Regions from separate parts of the Mus musculus genome. Here all the other regions are linked to region 1. A link is a contact called in public HiChIP or PLAC-seq and promoter capture Hi-C data. All regions are on one chromosome and are shown on one strand. Each heading gives the region's core, a stretch centred on a gene start, on an enhancer-like site or on the middle of the called end of the contact. The rest is flanking DNA. Distances are from core to core; before and after follow the strand shown.

Region 1 (3,069 bases), core at 241-2,740:
ACTGACAACTGCTGAGGTTACATATTAAACTGCCCTGGGTCTGGCATGGTAGTTGCCAAAAGAAACCTGCAAAGAATGACAAAGCATTTTTTTTTAATTAACAAATGCACTTGCCTTGATTTTTGACTATGCAAAGCTAAGCATACATTTGAAACACATCTGTCATTGAAACTGAATTCCAGTAGGTCTCAGCTTTTAAGAATAGACTGCCCACACCTTTATCCTTAAGAATAGAAACATTTCTGCTGTTTACAAAATAATGAACAATATACATTACTTGAGACAAACGTGGCCACCAGATTTGCCTTTCTGTCTGCTTCCTGTCTTTCAGGGAAACCAAGCAATGTAAAACAAACACAGACGAAAGTGAAATAAAATCCCTGGTTTGGAAAGGGTACCTAGTAAACAACAAAGTAATCTACATAACAAAACCACCAACCAACACACCACAGGACAACAGTTGTACAGCATTACCCAGATTCATCTTTAATTATTTTCCCATTGGTTCAAAATATATGCTTGCTCTTAGGAGAAAAAGGAAGACTTGGTTAGTAAACGAATCTAGAAGTCTCTGATTTCCCAAGGTGCTATTGAAATTCCCACACCCTTATTTAAGAAGAGAAACACTTAAGGGAGGTGACTGGAAGGAAGTGCCCCTTACTTGAATTCTCAGTTGGATTTTCCCGTCTCTGTAATAGGTTCTTTCCAGTTTTCGTTCTCAAATCTCCAGAGAAGCAAGCACATACAGGCAAACAAGCGCGGTATATCTACCACTGAACATGGAGACAGCACCAACACCGGTAATCACAGCCAACCACCGTGACAGTGAGACCTGGGTGTCCTTTTAAAGAGCTTTGGAACCACTCACTGCCTTACAGCTCTCGGTTCCCACACAGTTCCACTTCCACCAAGAACTTTAAAAACAGAAAGACAAACCAGGTTGCACCCAAGAGACAAGAAGGAAAACAGAACGTGCGATTTGGAGACAAGGGTTTTACTGCAAAATGAGTAACGGTGGCCAGCTGCCCAAAAGTGTAGCCGTATTAGAAAATGCCAACCCAGTCTCCAGACACCGGTGTCAAGTCATGGAGAAAAGTAAGTAAATAATAGTGGCCACTGTTTTAAGAGTAAGAATAGTAATAACGATTGTCACCACAGCCTTCCGTACAGCTACACGTGGAGCCACTCCTCCCGGCTCCACCACTTCAGCCTCCGGGCATCCTGCGCTGCCCGCAGCAGAATTAGGGGCCACTGGCCTAAGGTGGCGAAATCAGTGGGTGGATCGAGTGGGCGGGGCAGATGGGCGGGGCTCAATGCCCCGCCCCTAGTTCCCGACGTGCCCAACCCTCGTGCGCCTGCGCTTCTTACCGGGCTAGCTGGGGGGGGGGGGTGTGCGGGTGCGGGGGGGTGGGGAAGTGTTGGGGGGCGGGGACTAGTTGGTGGTCCTTACTATGAGCGTAATTCGGCTGTAGCAGGGCTTGGGGATGCTGCTAAAGGAGCTGCGTCCAGCACAAACATGGAATTAGACCTAACTGGAGACCTCGCTAGACAGTCACTGGCAGCCAGGACTCAGGGATAAAGGAGATGGACGTGGGAAATCTGGTCTGTGTGCTTGAAGGCAGGGTCCGTAGGAGCTGGACACTTGGGGACTGGGGGGTGGTGATGGGGTCTCCCCACCAACTAGAAAAGGAAACTTGTGGCGGGCGGGCACGCGCTACCAGCCGACAAATCAGGAGCGAGCGCTGGCCTGCAGTTACCTTTCGCGGGTAAACCGCTCTTCTGCACCGCACCAGGGTTCCCTGCCTGCCGGGCATTCCGCGGAGCTGCACTGTGCCAGGCACTTTTGAGGTTGCCCTGAAAACAAAGACTTATTTTGGGCGGTGGGGCGTGGGGGGGGGGGCGGAGGACAGCTGGTGTCCTTATTTCCCTATTCTCTGGGATTCCCCGCCATCCTGGAACATCTCATTGTATTAAAAAGCCTGTCTTATTTTGGAGTTGCATAATTATGGACAAATTAAGTCAGCTGAGAGTTAAAACAAGCCATCGCCATACAAGAAAACCGTTTGTGTATGGTTAGATACTGTGGGATTTCAGAGGCCTTTACCTTCTTTTTTTTTTTTTTTTCCAAAATCCCTTCTAAGTCTATACTGATAATATTTGGGAGGTAGTGAATGAAATGCCAATGCCTATATTGCAGGGAGAGAGGTCACCATTTACTGACTGAAAATAGCGTTGGCTGGTTGAATTTCATACTCACACGGGAAATGTTAGCAAGGTCTAGATTAATAATAGAATATGTTTTATCTATATTAATTATTAATCTAAATTTTTAAAAGAAACCACCCTTCCCCGTGTAGCCCAGGCTGACCCTCCTGTCTCAGGCTTTCAAGTGTTGGGCTTACAAATGTATTTCCCAACTTCTAATTTTAAGCAAATTGGAAAGCAGGGGGATTTGGCTCAGTGATATGGCCTTGCATGAGACCAGAGTTTCAATATCCAGTACAGAAAGAAAACGTTAAACTTTTTGAATGCCTCTCTGTCTTTCTTAAGCTCCATGCTTAAGCCTGTATTAAAAATATGCCATTTTAAAAGTACTTCAAAAATAAATTTTAAATGATTTTTTTTACTCTTTCCCCCCCCCCCCTCCTTACAATGCTAGCCTGCTTAAACTCAGTATCATAGCAACTCAGAATGGTTTCCGTAAGGATATTTTCTAAGTGATAACCACTTCTTTTCAGTAACGATTCGTTCTCAGGAAGTTCAGTTCTCACTTAACCAGCAGCTATGAAAAAGAGCATTTATCGCTCACTCAAAACCCAGCAGCATCCACTACTTCTGCGAAGACCCTTACCTCCAAAGCTCCCTAAAGTACCTTTATTAAAAAAGAAAGTTCGTATAGTACATACAGGTATGTACAGATATGTGTATTAACCTTGGTGTGTTTTTTTTCCATAGAAATCCCTTGCTTTACTTAATTTACAATCTCAGTAAAGACAGTTACTAATAGCCATACGGAAAAATGTTTATCATAAGGTGACAACAACCAAGAATCAGTTCTATAGGTGTGCT
Region 2 (3,069 bases), core at 422-2,921, 510 kb before region 1:
ACCTCCAGTGATCCTAAGTCCCAAAGGCTCCCCAGCTTCCAGAACAGCGCTACCATCTGGGACTCAAGTGTTCAAACACATGAGCTTACAGGGGACATTTAACATTTAAACTACAACACAGTCTCTGCTATTAGTGCTACATCAATCAATACTAAGAGTCAATCTGGCTTGTATTTAGTAGTAAGAGGGCAAGAATTCAGGCAATGGAATCACATGACACTGGCACCTCAGAGCTAGAGCAAGCCTTGGTCACATGATCAGTCCTGAATCTGGGGCCTGCTCCCCCAGGCTGTTCTTGTTTCTAGGTTTGTGTAGAGAAAGTGTGTCTTTACCCCCCCCCCCCCCCAGCTCTCACACTGTACCTCTGCAAGTCTCACATCTGTCGGCACATCTGCCTCACTCACAGGATGCAATTCCACCTCAATGCCTGGCTTACTGTGAGCTCTCAACAGAAGTTTGTACACTGAATTAATGAGCTGCAGAAGAGAGGCATACAGGAGACTGACTGCAAATGGTTTGGATGTTTCATCCACCTAACCTTCCAATGGGGTGAGTGATGGGCTCAGACAGTGAAGCCAGGAGTGGATGAAGACATCGTTGAGTGAACCCTGGGACCCCTGGGCTTCCCTGGGATTCTGGAAGCAGGTGTTTAGAAAACCTGCAGGAAACAAGGGGGCAGATCTCACTTCCGTCATGGGGAGTCCTACAGTGTTCTGCGAATCTGGAACACTGCTGTCTGGAACTGTTTATAAGTCCTGTTATTTAGCTCTCTGGCAGGGCCCTTGCTGGAAGGCAGCTGCTTTTCCTCTTGAGGGGGACTACTGATGGCTGCTTCTGTTTTGCTGGTCTGAATCCACCTTCAAACATGCCAGGGACAAACTCTAGATTCCCAAAGCTTCACTAAACCCTCATGCACCAATTGCTGTAGCCTTTACAAACAGACACCCAGTGCCCTGCTGAGAATATTGTCTAGGGCTTATTTACTTATTTGCTTTCTTTTAACAAATAGGATTTCAAATATATTGGAATTTGGCCGTTGAAAGGGGGTGACTTTGAGCTTGCAGTCATCGGTACAGAACACTTGTGAAAAGCCAACCTTTGGCTTTGGCTCTGCTCCCTCTTGACCCCCCCCCCCCAGGCTAGGTAGGGGGGTGCTGTTTCTCTCAAACCTCCCAAAAGTGAGAGGCAGGGGTGGGTGAGTGGGTGGGTGGGTGGTGGTGGTGGTGGTGGTAGAAAAAACCTGAGTGACCTGCTTTGAGTCCCAGGGGTAGGCCTGGGCAAGACAAGTTTTAATTTGAGGATTCTTTTCAGTGCCTGGATTCTCTGGAGGAGACGAACCCACCCCTTTATTTGTACTGGACCAGTAGAACACCACTCTTCACAGGGGGAGGATGGTGTCAAGGCAGGAAACAGAAAGATCAAGGTAGTGCAGGAGTAGAAAAAACAAAACAGACAAAATAACAAGCAACAAAGGGGTCTGGGTACTTGGCATATCCCGTTGCTATCCTTGGACTCTGCCACCCTGGACTCTCTCTCTCCATTGCTTCTTCCTTTCCAGGGCCCAAAGGCTGGAGGAGCCCAGGCCTGGCCTTCAGAGCTCTTACCCAATCTTGGATCCTGGCCGCGAGTCAACTGCACCCTTCCAATCTCGAGTTTAAGTCGCTCTCTGTTACCATGGGAACGGAACACGCATCTCTACCACTTCTCTGTTGTTTCGGGCATTCTATACCTTGGACCCTTAGCTTCCAGTTCCCAGCCAAAGGAGGAGAGGGGAGAGGGAGAGGGAGGGAAGGGAGTCTGGCTTCTAAGGTGAAAAGATGGTAGGAGTGCCTCCCAGGGCATCCCGTGTGGACTCACCTGCGCTGGAACCCAGGACCAACATCTCTAAGCCCCTGGGTGTCACCATCAGCTCATCGGCTCCGTTGAGTGCTATCCATGAGACAGAGAGTTGCCTTTGGGAACATGCATGGGCCTGATCTGGAGTCAGGGGACAGAACCCCGGTGAAATGTACTGATCGTGACTCTAGATGGACTCGCTGGTGTTGCAGGGTGGGTTGGGATGGACGGAGAGGAGGTCAGACCAGCCGATTTGAATACAGGGGTGGGCATTTCTGGTACTTGTACAGAAGTTTCATCAGAAAGAGAGCTGGGCATTTGAAATGTGATGCTTTGTTGTGATTTCCCATTCTTAATAAGCAATTGTGTTTGCATCTAAGTTTGTAATTCCAATTCTTTCTTTTCTGAGTGAGTCTGACAAGCTGTATAAACTGCAGGTTTCTGTGACGCCTAAGCAGTCACTAGGACTGTGTGTTCCTGGCTAATAGTGCCTCCTGGTGGCCTGGGCTAGACTCCTGGGAAGAGCTGAGAACAACAACAACACAAAAGAAACTGCTGGGAAAGTAAGGGGCACAGACCCACCGGGAAACCAGTAAACAGAGAACAGTCGGTGGCCGTTTCTGCCCCTCTCCGAGGCAATGAGGAGACCCAGGCGAGGCTCATAAAGGTATTGCTGGGCAGGAGAGTGGAGAACTGATCTGGCTGCTTTGGGTATGCTTTGGGTATCAAGCAGACTCAAGGGCAGTGCCAAGGGCTGGCCTGTGAGAATGGGTATAGCTGCCCCTCCCTGCCCGCACCATCATCTCCAATGCCCTTACATGAATCTAAGTAAAAAAGTGTGCTGTATTGTGTACACACAGCTTCAAGGAAAGTTTCCAAGTCTGTCATTTCAAGCAGTGCCCTTAGCTTCAGAGTCCATGTCAGGGTTCCCTTCCTGTCAGCCTGGTGTCTGGAATCTAGGCCATTGTTACTGTACAGTCTTCCACAAGATGGCGCCCACTGGTTTTATGTAGATGGGGTCATTCCTTTGGGGAGATTAAAAAAAAAAGATTTATTTATGTATATGAGTGCTCTATCTGCATGCCAGAAGAGGGCATCAGATCCCAGATTAGATGCTTGTGAGCCACCATGCGGTTGCTAGGAACTGAACTCAGGACCTCTGTGAGAGCATCCAGTGCTTTAATTGCTGAGCCATCATCTCTCCAGCCCCTGTGGGGATTTTCTTAAACACCT
Region 3 (3,069 bases), core at 177-2,676, 360 kb after region 1:
ATCCTAGCATACATATATGTTAGCATATCAACATTACATGCTTGTGTGTATTTAAAGTTATCTAGCTAATATGCATATGTAAATACCTGTGCATGCACACACCTCAAGAATATTAAGAATATTAAGTTTTTGCCTCTAGATGGCTGTTTCTAGATAGCTTTTTATCTTAATAATATGTTGCTTCTGTATGTTTCCCTTTTTAGCCTAAACTCAGCATGGCCAAGTGCAGGAGGAACGTGGAAAACTTCTTGGAAGCGTGCAGGAAACTTGGCGTTCCCGAGGTAACACCAGACTTAGTTCAAATGGCCACGTTTTGATAAAAAACGTCAGCCTAGCTGTTTGAACCATGAATAGACATCTTTTTGTTTGTTTGTTTGTTTTGCATCTTTTTTTTTTCAGTTTCAAGAGATACCTTCAAATAAATAACCTACATTTTTTTTTTTAAACTGAAGTTGCTCTATTGCAGTTTAACTAAAATGGTCTTACATATCTTTTCAATTCTAAGAAAAAGGTGGAAAATCATTTAGTGTTAGAAAATGTGAAATTCCAAATTGGAAAGAAAAAGCTCTAATATTGGTGAATTACAGAGTAGCTAAGAGAAGCAGGCCTTCCTTAGCCCTGGCTGCTTTGCAAAGTCCATTAATTGCTGGATTTCATTCCCAGTATTTTAAGATATGAATCAAACTAATGTTCATTAAAAATCCAGTGATTGTTATCATCGGTGATGAAGATGCATAGGCCTGTGTAGGGTGCTAACTACTGACATTTTCGTTTTATCCTGTAGTCTACTCTCAGCCCGTTTGGCAGTCCTCTGTAGCCTGCCTAATGATACAGTTTACCTTTTCCCTGTCCCCGGCTCAGTCCCACTGGCCTCCTTGAATGGGTACTTGGAGCGTTCAGAGACTTCCCTATTTAATTTAAGATAAAACGACTCCAGGATTTAGGCAGCAGCGGCACCAATTAACATGATCTTTGTCACAATGGTGAACAGAAATGAGAAGTTACTTTTCTTATGGCTTCTTTGTTTCCTTAATGATAAAGATAAAGTAACTTAAAAAGCAAACAGTTAAACAAACAAATAAAAAGCCAAAACAAACAAACAAACAAACCTCTTCTGAGAGACTCTGAGCTCATGAATCACATTTCAAAGTATACTACACAGGCTATTAAAGTCCACCCAGCAGCCCTTTCTTCCTACCCATCCCCTATTTTTCTTTTTTTTTTCCCCCTCCTTCTTATTTTAGCTTAGGGGACGGTTAGGATTCCAGTGTTATTTGAGAAAAGGGAGACTATATTTAAAGTGTTCTTACATCAAGCTGTGTCGATGAAGAGAAATTTACCAATTCTGTTTTTGAAAAACAAAACCTAATCTTTATATACTGGCCACAATGTCTCGGCGACCACTTCTGCTTTCAACTGTGTTCATCTGTGCGTCTGTCTTGCGTGTGTGTGTTTGAATATTGCACAAACATCTTGGCTTCAGATATTTGTGAACACACAGCTTTTCTGATAATTTGATTCTACCGTGGGCTCGTGGGGGCTCCCACTGTGAATCAGAAACCCTTCAAGCCAATTTCATGTGGTAAATTACTTGTGTCTGCACTGGAAAGCCCTCATGAATTATGAAGGAGCGTCCTTGTCACTGTCATGACTGGCTTACTCTGGGAAAAAATGGAATGCGAGTGCCCTTACTCACTTCCTGTGAGAAAAAGAAGGAAGGAAGGGAAATTAGATTACCATAAAAAGAGCAAAAAATCAGAATTTCTGAGTTATGCCCCTTCTGTGGTGCTTCTAACAGTGTAGGTAACTTATAATTCTCAAGAAGGGTAAAAGCAAGTGAGTAACACAGAATCCCATGTCCCAGTTAGCTATATACTTAGTTATTTTTAATTCAGTGAGTGGTTTTCAGCAAGGAAGGCATCATGCATGAGTGGAAAACCAGAACTCCCCGATTGGAAGGTAGTCCACAAGTCTTCCTGCTCGACTCACAACAGAACATTTTCATCTCACAAATATATGAGGCATTGTTTCCCTCCAGGGGATGACATGAAGCCCATCTCTTCTCTAAGATTGCATTCGTTCTGTTCCTTGGGAGAATCACGGTTTGGAACTATAGCCTAAAGTCAGCGTAAACCGTTTTAAGTTTATCAGGTACTCAGGGACATGTGCAGGAGCTGAGCAGATTCAGCTAAACCATTGCATGCAAAGTCCATCGACGGGCTGGGAACAGTTTTTGAAGTTGTTCTTACTATAATAGCTTCAGAAGTCTCCACCAGTACAGTCCTTGATATTTGCCCCGAAGTTGGGCAGTGTTTGTGAAACCTTTATGGATGGTTAAACAGTTGATCCTCAGAACCAAGTTGTAGGCTGTTGATTATCTAGGACATATGTCTGTGTGGGGTATGGGAAGGCAGCCTTTCAACTCACTAGGTGGATAGCAGAGGGTGTGGCACGTTAAGCCCATCCCTGACAGTAGCCTGGGAAGAGTAGCTCTGGACTGGCTCTCATGCACACATGGCTTCTTTGGTAGACTCGATTCCAAACTGTAGACAATATCAGGTAACAAAGCAGTACCCTGTGTGGGGCTAAGGCTACAGGTCGTATTTGCAGCTATCTTTGGTATCCGTGCAAGCATCACTTTAGTCTTGAGGACAATGCCTTATGGGCTCCTAGATCTTTCACAGTAGAGTCTTTGTATCACCCAAGCATCCGAATCTGGTGACGTCTTAGGCCCACGAAGCCATGTATACCTCTGAGCTTCCTTTGTTGTTTCTGAGTCAGCTTGGTCCTCCTGCCTTCTGGTTTGCATGTACCAGGCTCCCTGTTAGCTATCATCCCACATTTTGGCTACTTTAGGAATATTACTGGTAGTCTCTCAGGCTGAGAGGAGTCTTTGATCGATGAAGAATCAACCACCTATGTCATACAGTAGATATTGCTGTGGCTCAGTGAGAATGTTTTCACAAGGTTTAAAATAAGCTAGCCATGGCCTCAGGACTTGGTAGGAATGGTCTTTCTTTTAACCGGGTACCTGTTTAGAATGGCGGGAGAGTTGTATCTTGGGTCAGA

Evidence for each region. Promoter capture Hi-C pulls out the DNA fragments that hold promoters and counts their contacts. HiChIP or PLAC-seq counts read pairs in DNA pulled down with a chosen protein or histone mark.
Region 2: a contact with region 1 is called in a promoter capture Hi-C map of embryonic stem cells, with 3 times the contacts expected there. The contact joins the promoter of Erich6b here to the promoter of Lrrc63 in region 1. A contact is called at or near these places in 10 of 39 promoter capture datasets (the 3T3-L1 cell line, cranial neural crest, embryonic stem cells and 3 more) and 1 of 9 other capture datasets (embryonic stem cells).
Region 3: an H3K4me3 HiChIP or PLAC-seq map of bone marrow-derived macrophages shows a contact between it and region 1, with 4 times the contacts expected there. The contact joins the enhancer-like site here to the promoter of Lrrc63 in region 1. A contact is called at or near these places in 2 of 39 promoter capture datasets (liver and pre-B cells), 1 of 115 datasets of contacts at active chromatin or transcription factors (bone marrow-derived macrophages) and 2 of 9 other capture datasets (adipose tissue and liver).

The regions. Positions count from the first base shown.
Region 1 is chr14:75,129,304-75,132,372 of GRCm38.p6, reverse strand. It overlaps Lrrc63 (leucine rich repeat containing 63), which reads left to right and starts at 1,490. Exons shown (of 10, transcript NM_027581.1): 1 at 1,490-1,602; 2 at 2,739-2,908. The coding sequence starts at 2,785. It also overlaps a transcript of Lcp1 not described here.
Region 2 is chr14:75,640,824-75,643,892 of GRCm38.p6, reverse strand. It overlaps Erich6b (glutamate rich 6B), which reads right to left and starts at 1,671. Exons shown (of 13, transcript NM_001369022.1): 1 at 1,605-1,671. Gm36219 (a long non-coding RNA gene) reads left to right here. Exons shown (of 6, transcript XR_383598.2): 2 at 407-549; 3 at 1,312-1,423; 4 at 1,559-2,049; 5 at 2,274-2,503.
Region 3 is chr14:74,772,793-74,775,861 of GRCm38.p6, reverse strand. It overlaps Lrch1 (leucine-rich repeats and calponin homology (CH) domain containing 1), which reads left to right. Exons shown (of 19, transcript NM_001252132.1): 18 at 204-281. Among named protein-coding and RNA genes, the nearest start is that of Esd, 42 kb to the right of the region's middle. Within about 2 kb of position 1,426, at least 21 of the 459 cell types and tissues checked have an H3K27ac peak or open chromatin away from gene starts, as enhancers often do. A contact at or near this core is called in bone marrow-derived macrophages, where this site is marked.